Regions from separate parts of the Mus musculus genome. Here region 2 is linked to region 1. The links are chromatin contacts, called in public promoter capture Hi-C maps. All regions are on one chromosome and are shown on one strand. Each heading gives the region's core, a stretch centred on a gene start, on an enhancer-like site or on the middle of the called end of the contact. The rest is flanking DNA. Distances are from core to core; before and after follow the strand shown. Region 1 overlaps Gm19303 (predicted gene, 19303). Region 2 holds the start of Utp23 (UTP23 small subunit processome component).

Region 1 (3,937 bases), core at 453-2,952:
AATGTGTCATTTTTCTAGCCACAAGAATAAACTCTACCAGCAATGACCCCGTGATAAAGAAGATCTAACAGGGAACTTCATGGCCAGTATGAGCTTGTTAGTTGTGAGGTAGGGTGAGGGAGAGGGCTGAAGTATTGCAGTGGAGAAGCTGCTATAGAAATAAGACATGCACAGGTCTTGGGGAGTGGTGTTTAACAACAAAGGTGATTTGTCTTAATAATTTGCCAACTTGTATGGCTCTATAGCATATATAGACTAGAAATTGAACCCGAGCATAAAACAGGATTATTGACTCATGGCAGGTGAAGTGGGAGCTGGGTTTTCTTTGGACTTGTATGATTAAGAAAGGCAGTCATGCTGAAAAGATTTTTAGGAGGAATATTACAAACTGCTGAGGGTTAAGGATCTACATTTCCAAAAGGGCTTCCAGAAGCTTCAAAAATAGAGAGCTCTGTTTTTGCACTGAAGAGAAAAGTATCTTGGGCTCTGTTTTCATCCATTAAAAAAAAAGGCGTAGATGGAAGACCTGCTTCTTAATGCCCAAAATACACACCTACATGCAGACCAACCTGAAGTTGCAGTATTTGTATAACACAAGCCCCTGAATCAAGTGCTGCCTTCCTACCATTTAAAACCTTTCTGCTTTACAGTCAACAACTATGACTAGTTGGGATCTTAGGAGCTCATAAAGATTATGAACTGTTAGAAATAAACGTCAGTGAAAAAACAGTAGATTAGATTGCTTTTGCTTCCCAGATAATCGTTTCCTTAGTCTAGTCTATGTGAGCCCTGCAGCATGTTAGCATGGTGGAGGAAGAAGACCCCTCTGGGCTGTGATGTTATGATTGTATGTGGTATAGTTGAAACACCAGTGAAATAAATGTCCCCTCAAAAGAGGGGAAAATGCTCTTCATATTCAAAAGTGTGCAGATGCACTGTAGCTTTATACAGTCTGAGTCAATTTCAGTGGAAATAAAAACACTTAGGGTGTCATAGAAATAACATTTGCTAAGGGAAAGTTGAGTTGGCAGGCTGATCTAATTCTGATAAAAAAAAATATTGGTTTGAATTTACAGGCTAAGATGGTTATAAGCCACTCTGTGATCTGCTGTATTTTTCCTAAGTGGTAGGTTTTTTAACTTAAAGGAGACTCTGTCATGTGACTAAATAGTCTGAATCACTTAGCAGATCTGAACTAAAAGGCATTAGGAGAAGGAGCAATAGGTATAGTGATTGACAAAACTTACATCTGTGCTGCCTACTCACTCTCAAACATAACCTAGGAATATAACAACAGCCCATCCCACAATTCAGCAGGAAATGCCAAGAAAGCCTGTTACAATCACTTGATACCACCTAAGAGGAAGGCCATGCTTAAGGACTTAGGATTTTCAGGCTGCTGTTCTCAAGGTGCCAAAAGCTTATTGGCTCCATCCGAATCAAGCAAAACTGCCAGCCTTCCTGTTGACTTTAGCACTGCTTCCAATCTGCTTCGTTAGGAGTGTGCGATGCAATTTTGGAAATATAAACCTCTCCTGGAGCAGACAACCAATGGTCTAATCGTTTGTTTTTGTTACAAGAATTGAATGTATGGAAAAGCTTCCCCCACCTCCCGTCTGACATCTTGCTCCACTTGACAGCTGACAAAAATCAGTTTTGTTCATTTTGGCAAACACAAAGAAAATAGAGAAAAATGCATTGTAAAAAGTGGGTTTCAACAGACTTGGACAGCTCCCTGGAACCTTGGGGTTATAGTGAGACAAAGCTGGAGTTGAGTCTTATGCTAATATTCTTCTGGAAGCTGCAGCACAAAACAGAATCTTATGCATGCCTCCATCTTCTCTGAAGCACTGCAGATTTCTATACACGTCCTTGGAAAGTGAAGGTTTTATTACTGTTGCTGTTCTGGTAACATGTTCAACCTATAAGACATTTATAAAAATGAAGAATCTAAATTAATTCTGATATAAATCTAAAAGTCAAAGTATAAATTTACAGACATGAGAAACTACCATACACACAGGAAAAACTGGAATAGTATATACCCAATGAGGCAGGTTACTATCCTAAGATTAGCAAATATTTGTAGTTTGACTTCAGAGTAATAATTACCCCAACTGACAACTTCATTTGATGATGACAGTCTTTTCCCTTGTACTTGGAGAAATCACAGACTTTTCGCCTTGAAGAGACCAAGAATGTCCATCTTAATAAAAATTAGTAAAGAGAACAAAATCATTATTTAATCTTCAACTCAACTTCATCAGTCACTGCCCTTAAGGGAAGACATTTTCATTGAATTCTCTCCTAATTCTTTTCCATTTGGTTCTACATTAAGCACAAACTATTTTGAGAAGAATTTAATCATTCATTTGTTGAGTAATTATGATTTCTGTGCTATGAAACCTGTTGAGTGTTAAAACAATGAGAAATAAATTGGTGTTTATGAACAATGTATCTTACATACTGAAATCAAAATACTAAATTTGAAAAATATGAAGTAAAAAGAGAAAGAAAGCTTCTGTGTGGTCTAAATTAGAGTATAATATTATGAACAGAGGTTTCTACCACTCCTCCTTCTTTTAAAACAAATCAAACACATTAGTACATTATCAGTATTTTATCCAATATATATTATGTCTGATTGCCAGTAGACATTCATGGTAATACCAAGGAAGACAAAGCATGAGACTTCTGAAAAAGAAGGTACAGTTTGGAAACAGTGTGATACACAAGCAAAAAGAACTCTGAAGAGGAAACCAACCCAGGCTTAATAATTATGACTATAATCCCAGGAATTGAGGACACAGAAGCAGACAGAGGTCCAAGTTCAAAGTCCAAGGCTCCCTGGGCAATTTAGCAAGACCCTGATCCGAAATGGGCAATAAATAAAAGTCTGTAGATATAGTTCAAGTGGAAACATACTTGCTAGTATGCAGAAAGCATCAATCCTCAGTAAAGAAATCACACACACACACACACACACACACACACACACACACACACACACACTCAGAGAGAGAGAGGGAGAGAGAGAGAGAGAGAGAGAGAGAGAGAGAGAGAGAGAGAGAGAGAGAGAGAGAGAGAGCTCAGAGAACTGGATAATCTCCAGCATGCAAATGGACCACTTTTGAAGGAAGAATTACCGTGTGCCCCTGAGTGCTTCCTCATCCTCACAAGGGCAGTGTGACTCCACAAACCTACCCTCTAAACCTAATCTCATGCTGGAGTTGAGTAAGCATTTGACAAATGGTAGCTATTTTTAATTACATGATCTCCATATATTTACATAGCCAAAAATGAATGGCAAAAAGAAAAGTTAAGATACAAACCATCTATATGTCACTGTATTTTGTCCTGTAGCCTCCCTTCCTGCCCAGCGCTTCCTTACACAGCTTAATATAGACTGTGAGTGCAAAACACAAAAACAAAAAACATAATAAAAGAGGATGTAACATAACAGGAGCAGGGTAGTCCTGATGATGGTATTTTTCTGCCAGATCCATTGGAACTTCAAGGGGCCATAGAGGTTTGAAAGCACCAATACTGACAAGTTCTGTTCAAACTTAAAATCCCTTAAGCTTTGTGGTTTTGTTTTTTGTTTTGTTTTGTTTTGTTGTTTTTTGCTATAGAAAATGTCCTCACATTTTTAAAATTGTTGCTCTTGATCTTTCTCGTATTTACAAGCTACCAAAATTTTTAAAGAATAATACCATTTCTAGTTGATGTATTGATAAAAGTTAATACTATGCTTTTCAGTTTTTGATATATGCTACTGGGTGTTCTTTTGTTTCATTGAGTTAAAATCAAAGACAGACATACAAATGAACAAGAAAAGAAAAACCAAAATCATGGGCTAAAGTAAGACCAAACCCAAATGGATGATGTCACACTAGAATTATGGATTAGGAACTCATTCTTGAAACTATAAGCAGTG
Region 2 (3,762 bases), core at 1,023-3,522, 610 kb after region 1:
GGAAAAGACTATGATGTAGTTCCGCAAATTAAAATAAAAAACAATAACAACAACAACAAAACACCCTAGAATATGATTCAAATTTTTAGTGGCATCCCATATCTTTTTAGAACTAAAAAGTGACTAGAAGTTAGATCTAGGTAGAAAGAAAGTCTTTTTTTTTTGTTTTTTGTTTTTAAAGCTTTTAATTGTTTTACGAGGTTGGGATGATATTTCTTTGTCATGAGAGTCCATTCAGGGCAGAGAGTGTGCATACAGGGATAAAGGAAGGATTAAAGTAGAAAATACTGACAATTATGCTTAAGGACTATGAAACCAGCCCTTCTACAGCATCTCATGATTTCAAACCCCTAATTTTATTTTCCATTAAATGAAAGCAGCCATCTCATGGTAGTACTGGGTTTCAGGTCAGGACTGACTTTATAGAGTACCTTAGTTCAATTCCATAAACCTATAAATTGAAATAAAGGGCCAAATGCAAGCAATACATTTCAATCACATTATAAGTCATTAAAAAAAAAAAGTTCCTTCAATCTTTGGCCAAATTGGCCAAGACTAGATCTGGGACAGATTCCAGCCAGAGACAAAAATGCAAACTCCATACTCTCCAGTCTTTGATTCTTTTACCTTAGAGTGGATACCCTACACAGTTAATCAAATTTGAAAACTCCTTATTCATTGTCTTCATTTAACTAAATTGGTTAAGTAACTTCGAAAGTATTTAAATTAGGGGTGTGTGTGTGTGTGTGTGTGTGTGTGTGTGTGTGTCTTTCAATTTTAACCCAGTATGTATTTTTCCTATGTTAGAAACTCCGGACAGAAAAACGTCTATGAAATTGAGATCAGGCCTCCAACTCAACAAACTTTCGGGAAATGAAACTCTTGGAAATTCTCCTAAAACACTGAGGCACTCAGGCTTGGCTTTGGGATGAGAAGATACAAATAATGGCTCTGTAACTGGCCCAGCAGAACTTGAAGATATTCTTTCGTGTCCCTCAAATTGAAACAACTGACCCTAAGAAATGGCAATTTCATGCTGGAAGAAGGAAAAGACGCAGAGCCTGACACCAAGAGGGAATTTAATTTGTCTTCTGGGAAAGAGATTTCCCAGTCTTAATGCCTTCTTAGAACACCTTCCAGGGTAGGACCAAAGTCTTAAAAAATGATGGACAGTGCCACATATTAACCAAGGTTGGTTAGAATTCAGCATTTCTCAACCTGTGGGTCCTGAGCCCTTGAGGTTCAAAAGACTCTTTCACAGGGTCTCCTAATACCATCAGAAAACGCAGATATTGGCATTATGAATCATAGCAGCAACAATGTTACAGTTATGAAGTAGCAATGAAATTGATTTTATGATTGACACACACCACACTTGAGGAAATATATTAAAGGGCTATATTAGGCAGGTTGAGAACCAATGAGTTAGATATTCATGTCCCTGGCTACCTATGTACACTTTAATTTCACTTCAGGACCTCAGAGATTGACTGTCATAATGACTGGCACCTCCGTTTGGCCACACTATGGAAATCCTTTTTTTAAATATTAATTTGGCTGTTTAGTTTATTTGTTTTCCAAGAGAAGATCTCAATGTGTAACTCTGGCTGCTTTGGAACTCACTATGAAGATCAGGCTGTCCTGGAACTCAGAAACCTTCTTGCCTCTGCCTCCTGGGATTAAAGATGTGTACGCCACCACAACCAGCAAATTTATGTCAATTGGGTTCTCCAGGATGAGTTAGAGACTGTGCTGTCAATTTGGGTAACACCTTTTTACCATAGAATCAGTTCATTCGTAAGGTGTTGTAAAATACCCGTGAACATCAAGGAGTCAGTGTGAGCTCCAGACGCTTAGGAACCACGTGCCCTTTGCTTCCTTGAAGACCAGCAAAACCTCCCAAGTTAAGGTCGTCCAACCTTGGCTCATTTTCTTCACTTGGAAACTAAAAACATTCTTGGGAATGATACATAGTGAATGGCAAGTTACAAAGTGCCTGGGTCAATGGTACCATAATTAGTTATTTTCATATTACTAGTCTTTTAGAGACTTCCTAAGTGTCAGGCAAAGAGCTACACAAAGCAAGGACTATTAGTCCAGCTCGCGAGTGTGCATGTGCCAACCTGCGCCAATTTGCGCACTCCGAGGCTCCTCTGCACAGAAAGCTCCGCCCCCTAAAGCTCGCGCTAGGAAGTGGGAGTGGTCGTTCCTTTGCGAACTACAGAATCCGAGAGGCGGGCTGTGGAAATAAGGGAGTGTACTTCCGGGTCGAAGGGGCTTCGTTCCGGGAAATACAAATTTCTAGGAGTGCGGAAGTGAGGCTGGTGCCGGTGAGTCCGGTGGCTTAAACAGGCATGAAGATCACCAGGCAGAAACACGCCAAGAAGCATCTCGGCTTTTTCCGCAACAATTTCGGAGTCCGCGAGCCCTACCAGATCCTTCTGGATGGCACTTTCTGCCAGGCGGCGCTGCGGGGTCGCATCCAGCTGCGGGACCAGCTGCCCCGCTACCTTATGGGAGAGACCCAGCTGTGCACCACGAGGTGGGTCTGCGGGGCGGGGTCGCGGGTGTGGCCCAGAGTTCTCCACGGTGCCAACCAAGTCGGTTACCTTGGGCCGCGACTGACCGAAAAGTCAGGCAGATGGTACTGTGCCTTGTGAATATTCAGTTATTTCTGAGAAAAATCAGAACAGGTAACATGTGGACCTGACTTGGACTTCTGGTTCCAATTAAAACCAGCTGTGTGGTCTCAGGCAAGAAATGGTGTAGCTGTAGAGAGCATAACTTCTTCAAAGTTGATATAAAGTCACGTGAGGTATCATTTACATTGGACATTTCTCAACATCCAAAAGCTAACACCCATTCTGTGGCGGTTGTTACTTATAACCCAAAGGTTTTCAAGCCTTCCAACTGCCAGTGAGGTTTTATCTTCAATTCCTAGGAAAAGAAGTCAAGGCTGGAGATATTAAAAACTTTACCCAAGGCCATTTTTAAAGTACCAACCAAATGGCAATCACTGCTCCAGACCCTGAGGACACCTTAGTGGGCAAGACGAAGGCCTAGCCTTAGCCTTCATGGGCTGTAAAGTCAACTCCTGATGGCTGTTTTTCACTCCACATCTGTGCCTCCTCACTTCATGTAAGAGAGCACACCTAGGGTAGCACACCCGGGAGCAGGAGTGTGTGAGAGGGGTGGGCGTGGGGGGTGCGGGTGGGGGTTATTTTAAAAGGTCTCATAGAATCGATGTTCGACCCCCTCTGAGGCTTGTTTAGAACTGAGGAGGAAATGTCTGTTTTCAATGATAGAAATAGTAATGTTATTGTTTTAGAGAACTTTTGAACAAATAGAATTGGTTGATGCCTGAACCATATTTAATTTTGGGACTTGAAGATATATATTATATCTAATATTATGGGACATGAAAATAGGGAAAAGGTAAACTGAAGCTAGACCATGAATAAGAATTTTAGTAGTTTTTGTGGAATATTTATTTAAGTAAATAAATTGAGTTCAACTACAGCTTACAAATAGCCAGTTAAGGTGTTCTTTATACATTTGTCCGAGTCAAGCCGTGACGTGTGCTGTTCATGTTCTACTTTGCAGTAAACAGCCTTCCACATTTAGAATTTCTTAAGTAATGCTCTTTCCGAGTTGCAGATAACCTCAAAGTTTTAATCTCAGGCTGGAAAGATGGCTCAGTTGTTAAGCATGCTTCCTGCCCTTCCAGAGGACCTGAGATGGTTCCTAGCATCACTGTCAGGG

The links. Promoter capture Hi-C pulls out the DNA fragments that hold promoters and counts their contacts.
Region 2: a contact with region 1 is called in a promoter capture Hi-C map of 3T3-L1-derived adipocytes, with 3 times the contacts expected there. The contact joins the promoter of Utp23 here to the enhancer-like site in region 1. A contact is called at or near these places in 5 of 39 promoter capture datasets (the 3T3-L1 cell line, 3T3-L1-derived adipocytes, frontonasal cranial neural crest and 2 more) and 3 of 115 datasets of contacts at active chromatin or transcription factors (astrocytes, craniofacial prominence and embryonic limb bud).

The regions. Positions count from the first base shown.
Region 1 is chr15:51,263,344-51,267,280 of GRCm38.p6, forward strand. Gm19303 (predicted gene, 19303) reads right to left here. Exons shown (of 6, transcript NR_045092.1): 3 at 2,113-2,206; 4 at 1,610-1,922. Among named protein-coding and RNA genes, the nearest start is that of Gm19303, 130 kb to the right of the region's middle. Within about 2 kb of position 1,703, at least 6 of the 459 cell types and tissues checked have an H3K27ac peak or open chromatin away from gene starts, as enhancers often do. A contact at or near this core is called in 3T3-L1-derived adipocytes, where this site is marked.
Region 2 is chr15:51,875,169-51,878,930 of GRCm38.p6, forward strand. It overlaps Utp23 (UTP23 small subunit processome component), which reads left to right and starts at 2,273. Exons shown (of 3, transcript NM_030132.5): 1 at 2,273-2,542. The coding sequence starts at 2,355.